Regions from separate parts of the Mus musculus genome. Here region 1 is linked to region 2. The links are chromatin contacts, called in public HiChIP or PLAC-seq maps. All regions are on one chromosome and are shown on one strand. The core of a region is the stretch at or near the end of the contact, and the rest is flanking DNA. Distances in the headings are between cores, read along the strand shown.

The links. HiChIP or PLAC-seq counts read pairs in DNA pulled down with a chosen protein or histone mark.
Region 1: an H3K27ac HiChIP or PLAC-seq map of SST interneurons shows a contact between it and region 2, with 2.9 times the contacts expected there. The contact joins two enhancer-like sites. A contact is called at or near these places in 1 of 115 datasets of contacts at active chromatin or transcription factors (SST interneurons) and 1 of 9 other capture datasets (embryonic tail).

Annotation. Positions count from the first base shown.
Region 1 is chr7:115,749,317-115,754,813 of GRCm38.p6, reverse strand. All of the region lies in intron 4 of Sox6 (SRY (sex determining region Y)-box 6), which reads left to right. Among named protein-coding and RNA genes, the nearest start is that of Gm51455, 250 kb to the right of the region's middle. Within about 2 kb of position 3,508, at least 43 of the 459 cell types and tissues checked have an H3K27ac peak or open chromatin away from gene starts, as enhancers often do. A contact at or near this core is called in SST interneurons, where this site is marked.
Region 2 is chr7:115,259,387-115,264,867 of GRCm38.p6, reverse strand. No RefSeq gene overlaps it. Among named protein-coding and RNA genes, the nearest start is that of Gm34282, 130 kb to the right of the region's middle. Within about 2 kb of position 1,592, at least 3 of the 459 cell types and tissues checked have an H3K27ac peak or open chromatin away from gene starts, as enhancers often do. A contact at or near this core is called in SST interneurons, where this site is marked.

The DNA of each region.
Region 1 (5,497 bases), core at 2,259-4,758, 490 kb before region 2:
GCCGTGCTAATTAACCCCAAACAAATTTCACATTAAGGAAACAGAATTCAATCAATGTAAATGTTATTGCCGTGTATTACTGTAAGCAATAATAGAGTGGCTAAAATAATTAATTATTTTGATTTTTTTTTAAAAAAGGAAAGTATTCCTTCTCTATTTTTAAAATGCTGTTGCAAAATATTGTGTGGGTTTATTCTGCCTTTCTTTGGATCTCCTGGCATAGAATATGAAAGACTCAACTGGCAAAGCAGGAGTAACACAAACATTTCTTCCGAACACTGACTATTTTTTCCTTCTCTCACAATTGGATTATAGAAGGGGAGAGTATGCTTTGGAGAGCTTCACATCTACTTGGTCTAATGTGTTTTCATTGGCAGTCCCGCGGAGGCCAGGCTGATTTCCTCGGACCTGGTCCAGTTGACAGCTCATCATGGCGGTCTCCTCTCCATTCCCAGCACGCTTTAGTCAAATGCACATGGCAGTGCGGGAAGGGCACTGATATAATTTATATCTGGGAGGAGAAGAGAAAATACAGTTTTGCAGCATTTCAGGGTTTCAGAAGCCCCTACCCCTCCCCCTTTTAAAGAAAAATCTGGGTTCACACAGGAAGTCAAATTATCCTCTTCATGGTAATTTTCTAACATCAAACCCCGAGATTTCAACGTGATTGCTTGGTTTTGCCTTTGAGAACTTGGATAAAATTTGTTATTACCGTTTTCATCATCCTCAAAGGCCTTTCACTACACAAAGTACAGATGCCATATGACATATAACTTATTTCTCATTCAGGAGAATGTGTATCTGATTAATACAGAGTAATTTATCAATTATAAATGGCACATTCTGTGGCAAATAGAACATAAATCAAACATCGTCATATTAAGATTATTCTGAAAATTAGTATGCGACTTCACCAATATATACCATCAAACATTAAATTAACTTTGAAATTTAAAGTAATTTAGTTGAATTATACAATAAGGAATATGTGACTGTAAATTGAACCCTAGCATTTTTTCTGTAATTTTTCCATTGTCAAGCAGTTGCCTCTGCTGTTGCTGCCCAATTACTTGGGTGTCTTGTGTAAGGGTGCCGCTGAGCACCTCCCCCTTCTCTATTAAAGCTGTCCTCACCTTGGTAGGGAGAGTTAATCCTTTAATGATATCTTAAATATCTAACAAGCAGGTTGCTGCTAACTATGCACAGTGATGCCAAAGTGAATAACAAGAACATAGGTGTTCCAAGAAAAAGCTGGCGTGTGCCACTAACGACCATAAATAAATAAAAGCCAGTCCTCATAGCAGAGATATGAAAAGATTAAACTCTCCAAGTGCTTTAAAATCATACCTGGGCTGACCATTTTTTACTTGACTGTATATTTTGATTTCAAATAATTTGTTTTAGACAATTATTTAAATTTTAGTCTATACCTTTAGTTTCTAGTTCCAGATAGTTGGTTATAGTTTTGTCATTTCTTTGGACATTTATTTTTACTTTTCCAAATAGAAAACAACTTTAGTTTTTATTTCTTCACAGTCTATAAGTATCTGTTGATGCCCCGCACATTATTAGAAGCTACGTTCAGTAATTTTAAAAAATGGAGACAATAAAAATTTGTATTGAGCATGTCTTCATTTTAGATGTTTATGTATGTAAACATATTTTAGGCAAAAATGTTTAAGTAGTATGCATGCTATAGCAGAGAATATAGGGGTGCTAAATATGATAACCAGCTCTCCCATAGCTTCTGCTAGTCAGAGAACTTATAAAATGCTAAACTGCACGATTTCTATGATTCTAATATTCCTAGACTTAAAAGTTATACTATAATTCCAAGTGAATAAATGCAATAAAATCTAAAAATAAGGATCCTCGTTAGAAGAACCTGTATTAGTGTATTTTTAAATGAGATGCAAAAGCCTGCATCTGCCGTTTTATTCCTTGTAAGACAGTAATTGACAAACTGCAGTCAGCACGCTTTCATGTGTTTTTCTTCCTTTGCTGAATTCATTTTTTTTTAAAAATGAAAGTTAAAAAGGGAAAAGGGGACTCCAGGATTTTGAAACTCACTGGTCCTGAAGTGATGGGAAAATAGGCGAGGTGTCACAGCTAATTTCTGGCCCTGTTTTATGAGTTCTGCTCTTCCTTATTCTCCCTGTCAGCTCAGGAATCCCCGAGGCTGTGCAAACTGGCTGAACATCACTCAATCCGAGTTTTATATCCCCTTTTAATAATGTTGAGTCTATTCTGTCCAACTTTGATTCAGACAACCTGCTTGTCTTGAAAAAGTGATATATTTAATCAGTGGCGCTGTCCCCAGCCTAGCTCCCACTGCGTGTGACTGCAGCCGGGGAGTGGTGCAGTGCTCTGTCACTGCTGTTTGAATGGGTAATGTGGAGCCCATCAGCTGAGAAGACAGGAGCTGGAACTGCATGTTAGGACACACGATCAAAAGCCACTCTCCACTTTCTGCCAATCAAACCTCATGTTGCCTTGTGGGGCAGACATTAAATAGATTTTTTTTTCCAGCCTTATACTGTGGGCACTTTGCCAGTTTGACATGTGAACTGTTACAAAAAGATAGCAGAGTTTTGACTGCTTGCTGACTGCCTAAAAATATTACTGAACACTTGTCAGAAAGAAATGTTCATAATGCTATATTATAGAAAGCCAGTGAAATGTTTGTTACTCTTATGGTATACTATGGGTTTTTGTTGTTGTTCCAGAAGTGATTGGGGCAGAACAAGGCCAGACAGTTGCTTCTCGGGAGAAAGTAAAAGGACAAGCTGAATGAGCTGGGCATAAAGCTAACACTCAGTATGACCAACAGTTCAGCTGGGGTGATAGTCACTGTGTGGAAATAATATCAGTAAATGAAATATTGTTTTACATTCTTCCCTGGTGTTTTAAAAATTATTTACTCTTCTGAAATCAAAATAGGAGAGGCTGTTAGTAGTTATATTTTGAGCAAAACCAGCATTTGAAACTTGAAATTGTGACTGACATGGGCATCTCCACCTTTCTGTTTATTGAGGCAATAAGCCCATTTCTGAATTCCAAGTCAGTCTCTGGTTTGTGTTTGTCCCGTGGCTGTTTTCAGGGGCCTCTTTCTTTTTGTTCTGCCCTGAGGATTTCCCCATTATATTCCTGCCTCACCCTGTGCCTGTATCAGTCTAGTAACGATGATGGCCTAACTACTAAGCTTTTATAAACAACAACGAATAGAAAGTACTTTTAATTTTAAAAGCGCCTTGGGACTGGCATTTCTGACCATTTCCAAGCTCCCAGATAACCGTCCCAAAGCTGTTAAATCTCGGTGTTTTGATTCTTCCAAACTTGCCTCTTGGTACTTGCTGTCGTCTCTTCTCTAATGATCATTTTAAAAGGAGTTAAACATTTTCACCAAAACATACCATGGCAGTCTAGTGAGCTGCACATAAACAGCTGCTCCTTCAATAAGCCATTCTTTATAATACCCTTATTACCTTCCAGTGTCTCAAATTCTGATTAGTCAACAGAGCTGATTGCTGCACACATTCCATTGCCCGTCTTCTCTGCTCAGCTGCTCATGTCTGAGTAATCACAACACAACTTGGGCATTGTTTCTCTCAAGTTGCTGTTCATATTGTGCCTTGAAAATCTCTGGATTATCCAGGAAAACTGCCGTGGTGTGGCTGTGAGTGACTTTCCTAACTTGCATTTAAATTGTTTGCAAAAAGCACTCCATAAAAAAAAATCATGTAACTGTGCAACTCTTAGGTTAGAGAGAATATCTGTAACTTAAAACTGTTCCTGCGATCCGATTATGAAACAGGCAGGGCATGTGGCTGTGTTTTAAAAATGAGTCCTTTATAAATGTGTAGTTATAAAATTGTTATGCGACAGCTATTACATTTCAGTCAGCTCTGGACGAGATAATTGTGTGGAGAACCTCACAGGAAGGGTCCAAAGGACCTCCACGTTTGCTTAAGATGAGATAACTTTAGTCCAGTTACTGCAGGCCACCACTGGTGCCCACCAGATAGGGCAGCGCAGTGGCGGCTCCAGTTAGGACAAAATAAGTAGGGTGGGAAAAGTGTCTTCTCTGAAGCTAGAATTTCAGCGATTCCTCTGTTGTGACCCCCTGGAATTTACTCTCTGTGAGGAGGAAATGCTGACACACTGGAAATGCAACCTCAGCCAAGGCCCTAAATCTGTCATTGTGCTCTGGAGTCTGCTCTGAAAATAGCGGAGCTCTTTTGGTAAATTAAAATCGGTGTGAATGGGAACAGATGTCGCCATGCTTCCCCTATCTTCAGGGATGCCCAGTAGAAAGGGGAGGGTCAGCGGGGTTACAGGGTGGAGCACTCAGGAGTATGCAAACAGGGTCCACACAGGGAGTACTACTGACATGTTCTGGAATAGATTTGGACTGAGTGTGAACTTACCTACATTGCTACACCTAGAGGAAAAGGAAGGGGCAGTGTTTATTTCTGGGAGACTCTTGGATAGTCCCTGTGCTTGTATCTTTTCTTCAGCAAGCTACACGGTCCCTGGATACCATTAGCTTCTTACTTTCTGGAATTCTCTTGCCATATGCTCCTAAAGTATTTGTTACACTCTAAGGCTATAGTAGAGTCTTTGTACTGATATTTGTCAAAAATAATGAAAACGGTTTGTGCTCTAAAACTGTACAATTTATCAAATAGCATATGTAGCCAATTTAAATAAGTCTCATCGAAGTTTCAGTCTTGATTTGAAAAAATAGCATAGGATGAATTTATTTATAAGAACCTTAATAGTTTCTCTCAATTCCTTTTACATTTTAGATTACCTTATAATTTTCTAAATCTACATGAACAATAATGATCAATTTTGTCAGCATTATTCACACCTTTTATTAATTTAACATAGATGAATAAATGTGAGTGTTGTGAAGAGTTGATTGGGAATAGATTTTAAATCTGACAGTTAGATTACAGGGTACCTAAGAAAAAATGGCTCTTTCACTAGGTACCTAGTAATTTAATTCTTGTTTGAAATTATTATAATTTATTACAGTGTGTGGGTCCTAATGAATGTCTACTATTAAATGAAAAGGAGAAATTGAAATTAAGATTATGAAATTCTTTTAACTCATATCTTTAAATCCTCTTAAACAATTCCAAAGACATTAATAAGCTATGTAGGTTTCTTTCCATATGCTACAATGACAGATAGAAACATTTTTTCAACATTTAAATATTCTAGGAAATGTTGAGTGCCCTACAACTCTACGCTTGCAATCTTGGGATTTTAGAAAATGGGAAAAGCCATTACAAGAACATTGAACTTGGCAACTCTATTTAGATCTTTATTCGGACTTGACTGAGACTTTTCTAGCATTTGTGTTTTGCAGAAATGACTATTTCCTACTTTTAAACCTTTAATGTAAGGCAATTTGAGCTTTCATGGAGTTATAGACAGCACCACATTAATGTTTAAAAAATACCAAGTACTAAGGAGGCTCCTAAAACTG
Region 2 (5,481 bases), core at 343-2,842:
GTCCCATTCATGCCCAGTCTTTAGGACAGCTGGCCCTCAAAAGAGTCTTGAGAATTCAGCTTTAAATACCAGAAGATGGAACTTCCTGTTGAGTCTAGATGTCTCTTAGAGAATCTGTTGTTTATACAGTGTAATCTGCCATCTTGGTGATATCACTTCTCTCTGTAATTGTAGCATCAGCCTTATGGATGGGGGTGCTGGACCAGGATGTCTAGTTCAACAGAGAAATGAATGACTAGAAGACATAAATGGCACAAGATTCATCTGCTATGCAGAACAGACTCTGATCACTTTTCTTCAAGTCTTATGGTTTTGACTGTGTGTATGGAGAAGGTGCTCTCCAGCTGAGCACTCTGGTCTTCATTCAAGGTCTCTTGCTAAGAGTCTCTTTTCTGGAGATAAGAACTTGGACCAGATGTGATAGCAGGTACCAAACTGGAGAAAAGATTTATATTTTAGTGTTAGATGAGAGAACTTCACCAAAAGAAACTTGGGGGAAAAGGCCTTGTTTGGCTATGCTTTCAAATCATTGCTAATTATTGATAGAAGTCAGGACAGGAGCCCAAACAGAGCAGGAACCTGGAGGTAGAAGCTGATGCAGAAGCCATTGAGGCTTACTGGTTTGCTTAATGTGGCTTGCTCAGCCTGTTTTCTTATCGAACCCCAGACCACCAGTCCATGGATGGCATCACTACCCCTCCCTCTCCCACTAATCACCAGTTAATAGAATGTTCTACAGCTGGATCTTATGGAAGCATTTTCTCACTTAAAGTTCTCTCCATTCTGATGACTTTATCTTGGCCTGTTATTGAAGAAAGGTTCACTCATTTACTTCTTCAGTCAGTCAAAGTGTCCCTCTCCTCCCTGTTAGAGGAGTGGGGCTCCTGACAACAAGAAAGACAAAGAACCAAAGTGGAAAAACAAAAACTAATGCTCTCAGCTGATTACCTACCTGCTAGACTCCGGAGCAGTAGATTTTATCTTTCCTAATGCTAGCTATGACCCTATAATAGAGTGCCTCATGTGATGGTGACCCCCAACCATAAAATTATTTCATTGCTACTACTTAGCTGCAATTTTGTTCCTGTTATGGATCATAATGTAAATATCTGATCTGCAGGGTATCTGATATTGTGATTGCTGTGAAAAGGTCACTCGACACAATGGGGTCTCAACCCACAATTGAGAGCCACTGCTTTATAGGTTCAAACCTTCCAGACTAGGGAGAAAAGTCCACCCTCCTCTTATCACCCAGGATCTCTGCTGAATCTTGGCCCCACCCCTCAACCTCTGGTCTTCCTTCCATGTTGTTCTCCATCACTGTTCCGTTCACTTGATGTACTTGAAACACAGAGGTTCCCCCAAATGCCCTGATCCCTAAATAGTCCTTTTCCCAAAGGGACACTGTGTGCTGGCTCTGGGTTTTAGGTCTGATTCTTCTACCTGTTCAAAACATCTTTACAAGATGCATGCAGAAAAATGGGTTGTGAAGTACCCAAAATGCTGGAGAATTTTGTGAAATGTCGTGTGTGCTCTCAGGCAAAGTACTCCAGTTTTCTAGGTCTCAGCTTTCCCTTTTTAGAACTGAGCAGCTGGAGGAGTTATTTCTAAGGCCCTCAGTGGCTGGCAGATGTGGCCCTGCCTTCTTCTTGTCTATTCTCTGAAGGTGTTCTTTGAAGATCATTTTCCCAGGAGCAAAATGCTCCCAGCAGGGAGAATGTGTCAGGTTTGTGTTCCCTGTGGGTATCTTTCGGGACAGCATTGAACACAGGAAACTAGGTGGAATGAATGAGAACAGACATAGAAGTAGGGTTTGCTACTGCCTTGGAAGATAGAGAGGACCACTGGAAGGGGTCTGCACTCATGGGGGAGAGATCAGGAACCAGGGAGGCAGAGATGGCTTCATTACCACCAGGACTCAGGCCGTGACTCTTCAGAGTCCAGTGGACTTCAGGCAGGATTTGAGCAGGGTTGACTCTCAGAGATTAAATGGATAACTGGGGGTATAGCCCAGTTGGTGCTTGCCTAGCATGTACCATGCCTTGGGTTGTATCCCCAGAATCCTATACATGAGGTATGGTTAGTGCATGCTTGTAATGTATGTACTGAAAGGATGAGAAGTTCAAGGTCTTCCTCTGCTACATCCTGAGTTTGGGGACAGTCTAAGATCCATGAGACCCTGTCTCACCAGAACAGAGAGACTACACAGCAAGGATTACAAAGCAGAAAGGAAAGAAAGGCTGCCACTTGGAACTTTTGTCTTTGCAGTGCCTACTATGAGAGGTCTCTTTAAATGTTAATATAAGATTCAAGAAAGTAAGTCACATTTATAAAATCATTTTAATTTAACTTCCTTTGTGTATGTGTACACACGCATGTGCCTGTGTGTGCACAGAGGCTGTGGGAAAGTGTCTGTATCTTCATCTATCACTCTCTCTACCTTATTCTTTTTGATGTACTGTCTCTCAGTCTCTCTCTAGACCTGGAGCTCATGCTATTTTGGCTAGGTTGGCATGCATCAAGTGATCCATCATTAGATCAGAGATCTATACAGATATATTCTAGACACCATCTATCTTGTTATATGAACAATTGAAACTAAGCTCAGGTACCTATGCTTATATAATAAGTATTCTTAACCCATTCTTAACCCACTTAGCTGTCTCCTCAGTCCCTTATAAAGTCATTTTGAAGACTTTTATCCAGAAAGAGCTGATGTACAGCCTCACACATCGACTGGTTATACCCATTTGCACACCTAATTACTCAATCCAGTGCAGAATGAATTGTTCCCTATTTTAAATATTACTTGAACATCTAGAAGCATTTATGTTCAGAACTGGAGGCTAGACCTCCATTCTATTCTTGCAATTGTAGTCCTACTCATAGATTCGTGGTTGTTATAAGTAACCAATTCTTCAAAGTTATAACTAACCAATTCTTCAAAGAATTTCAAGACAGGAGCAATTTCAACTCAGCTCTCCAATTAAAGGTTGCATCTGCTGGAACAGAGAAGTAGAGGATACGCAAAGGCCTCAGGAAAGGCCTTACTTTCTATTATGTGCCTGACCCTTACACAAACTTTTGGTCCTTAAACCTCAGAGCTGCTAGGGTGGGATTGTAACTGCAGTTGTTAGGGTCAGAGCCTAGGCTCTGGCACCCCTAATAAGCTAGGCTTGGCCACCCATCCTCTACTGGCCAGTTACAAGTAGTTGTGAAAGGGCAGAAAACTGACATTCATTTGATATGGTTACACTGAGAAAAGGAACCCACTGAGGGATCCAGTGACTTCTACTCTATTTTCAGGATACTGACATGAATTTTGGGTTACTATAGAGAGCAGGAAGTAGACGTGACAAAGAAGTCCTGATCAAGGTGTGGTTGTATCCATCAATGACCCATCATCCTCTCTGCTCTAGTCTCTTCTGCAAGGCTTTCTGACAAGTCAGAACTGTGTCTCCAGGGAGACACGATTCCCTCGGGCTGGTACAGGCTTCAATTCTTTCCTTTCTCTGAGCATGATTTTGCTGAGGAAATTCTAGTGCCTGGAGGACCACCATCTCCATAGTTTGATTGTCTGTGGTAGGGTTGGGAAGGGACACAAAGGTGTTTCTTTAGAATATCTTCCTCTCTGTCAGTATGGTTACAGGTGACTCTTTGGAAGGAAAGAAACTGTGCCATCTTGTTCTATAGTACCATATAATTCTGCATGGCATGCATTGAGAAAGAGGCTGGAGTACTCAGGCCTGGGATGCCTTAGACAGGACAAAACCAATATGGGTGCCCACTTAAGGGCACCCAGTTCTGAAAAGGAAATGACTGTAAGCAGTAAAAAAAAACAGGTCCTCCAAGCTTTTTCTGGTCTAGGATTCCTTTTATCACCCAGCCTCTGGTTTAGGGGGTAGAAAATGAAGCCTTCTCCTCAAAGTATATACACTTCAGAGGCTTGACTTTACTCTCTTTCCTGCCTCTGTTGCTCATTTTTAAAAAAATATATCTTATTTTCTTATGAGTGTTTTTTGTACATGTGCATATATGTGTACTATATGTGTATAATGCCCATGAAGTCCAGAAGAGGACATCACATCCCCTAAAATTAAAGTTAACAATGATGTGAGCTGCCGTGTGGATACTGGGAACCAAGCCTGGGTCCTCTGGAAGAGCAGCAACTGCGGTGTTATTAACCACTAATCCACCTCGCCAACCCCTGCTGATACTGCGATTTGTGCACCAGATTCTACAGTCTCTATAACTCTTCATTTATCTATTAAAAATGACTTTTCTACACAGACCTGCATCTCCTGTGAGAATGGACCAAGTCCAATCTATGCTGGCCCTCTCAGTGCCCGAGAGGCTTAAGTCCAGACATGGGAGAAGAGCAGCTCAGGAGGCTGAAGAGAGGGTGTGGCTCAGTAACTCAGCGGGGTATTACAACAGACAGTGCCTACCGAGTCTCTCTGTTGGTGGCCAAGAAAGACAAGACTGAAAGAGAGCTCAGAGCTGGGAAAAATGTAAACAAGTTCAGCCACTATGCAAATCAGTATGATGATTCCTCATAAAACTAAAAAATGGAACCACCGTGTGACCAGTTACACCTTCCAGGTATTCACCCAAAAGATACAGGTCAGCACATCACAGAGACACTTGCTGATCAGTGTTTATTGCAGCCCCAGTCACAGTAGTGAAGTCATAGATCCAAGGTAGGTATCCAAACACAGAGGGATGATAGAGAAAATATGGCCAATATGCAAAATGGATTTTTTTTTCAGCTGTAAAGAATGAAGTTATGTCATTTACAGGAAAATGGGTGCATACAACTGGACATAATCTTAAAGTTTAAAAAAAAAGTATTTGTGTGTACATGTTTGTGTGTATATGTAATGTTATGCAGTTGAGCACTGAGACCTGAAGAGGGCATTAACGCCCTCTGGATCCCGAGGTGCTGCCATTACAGTCAATTGTGATCCACCCAATATGGGTACTGAGAACTGAACTCAGGTCCTGTAGAAGGGTAGGAAGTGCTCTGGTGCTCTGAGCTATTTCTCCCTTCTCTGGAGATCGTCTATTAAGTGAATCAGGTCAGTCTAAGAAAGAGAAATATATGTTTTCTCTCATTTCTGGGTTCTGCATATATCAAGGATGCATAATGTCATATATGTCTTTATGATATGAAAGTAGATAAAAATGGACTGAAGCCGGGTGTGGTGGCGCATGCCTTTAATCCCAGCACTCGGGAGGCAGAGGCAGGTAGATCTCTGAGTTCAAGGCCAGCCTGGTCTACAAAGTGAGTTCCAGGACAGCCAGGGCTATACAGAGAAACTCTGTCTCGAAAAACCAAAAAACCAAAAAAAAAAAAAAAAAAAAAAAAAAAAGGACTGAAAATCAGAGGGGACTAATGGGGCTGGGGAGGGAGGAAGTATATGAGGTACAGGGACAATGTGCTCAAAGCACATCATATACTTATATGAAAATAGACTTATG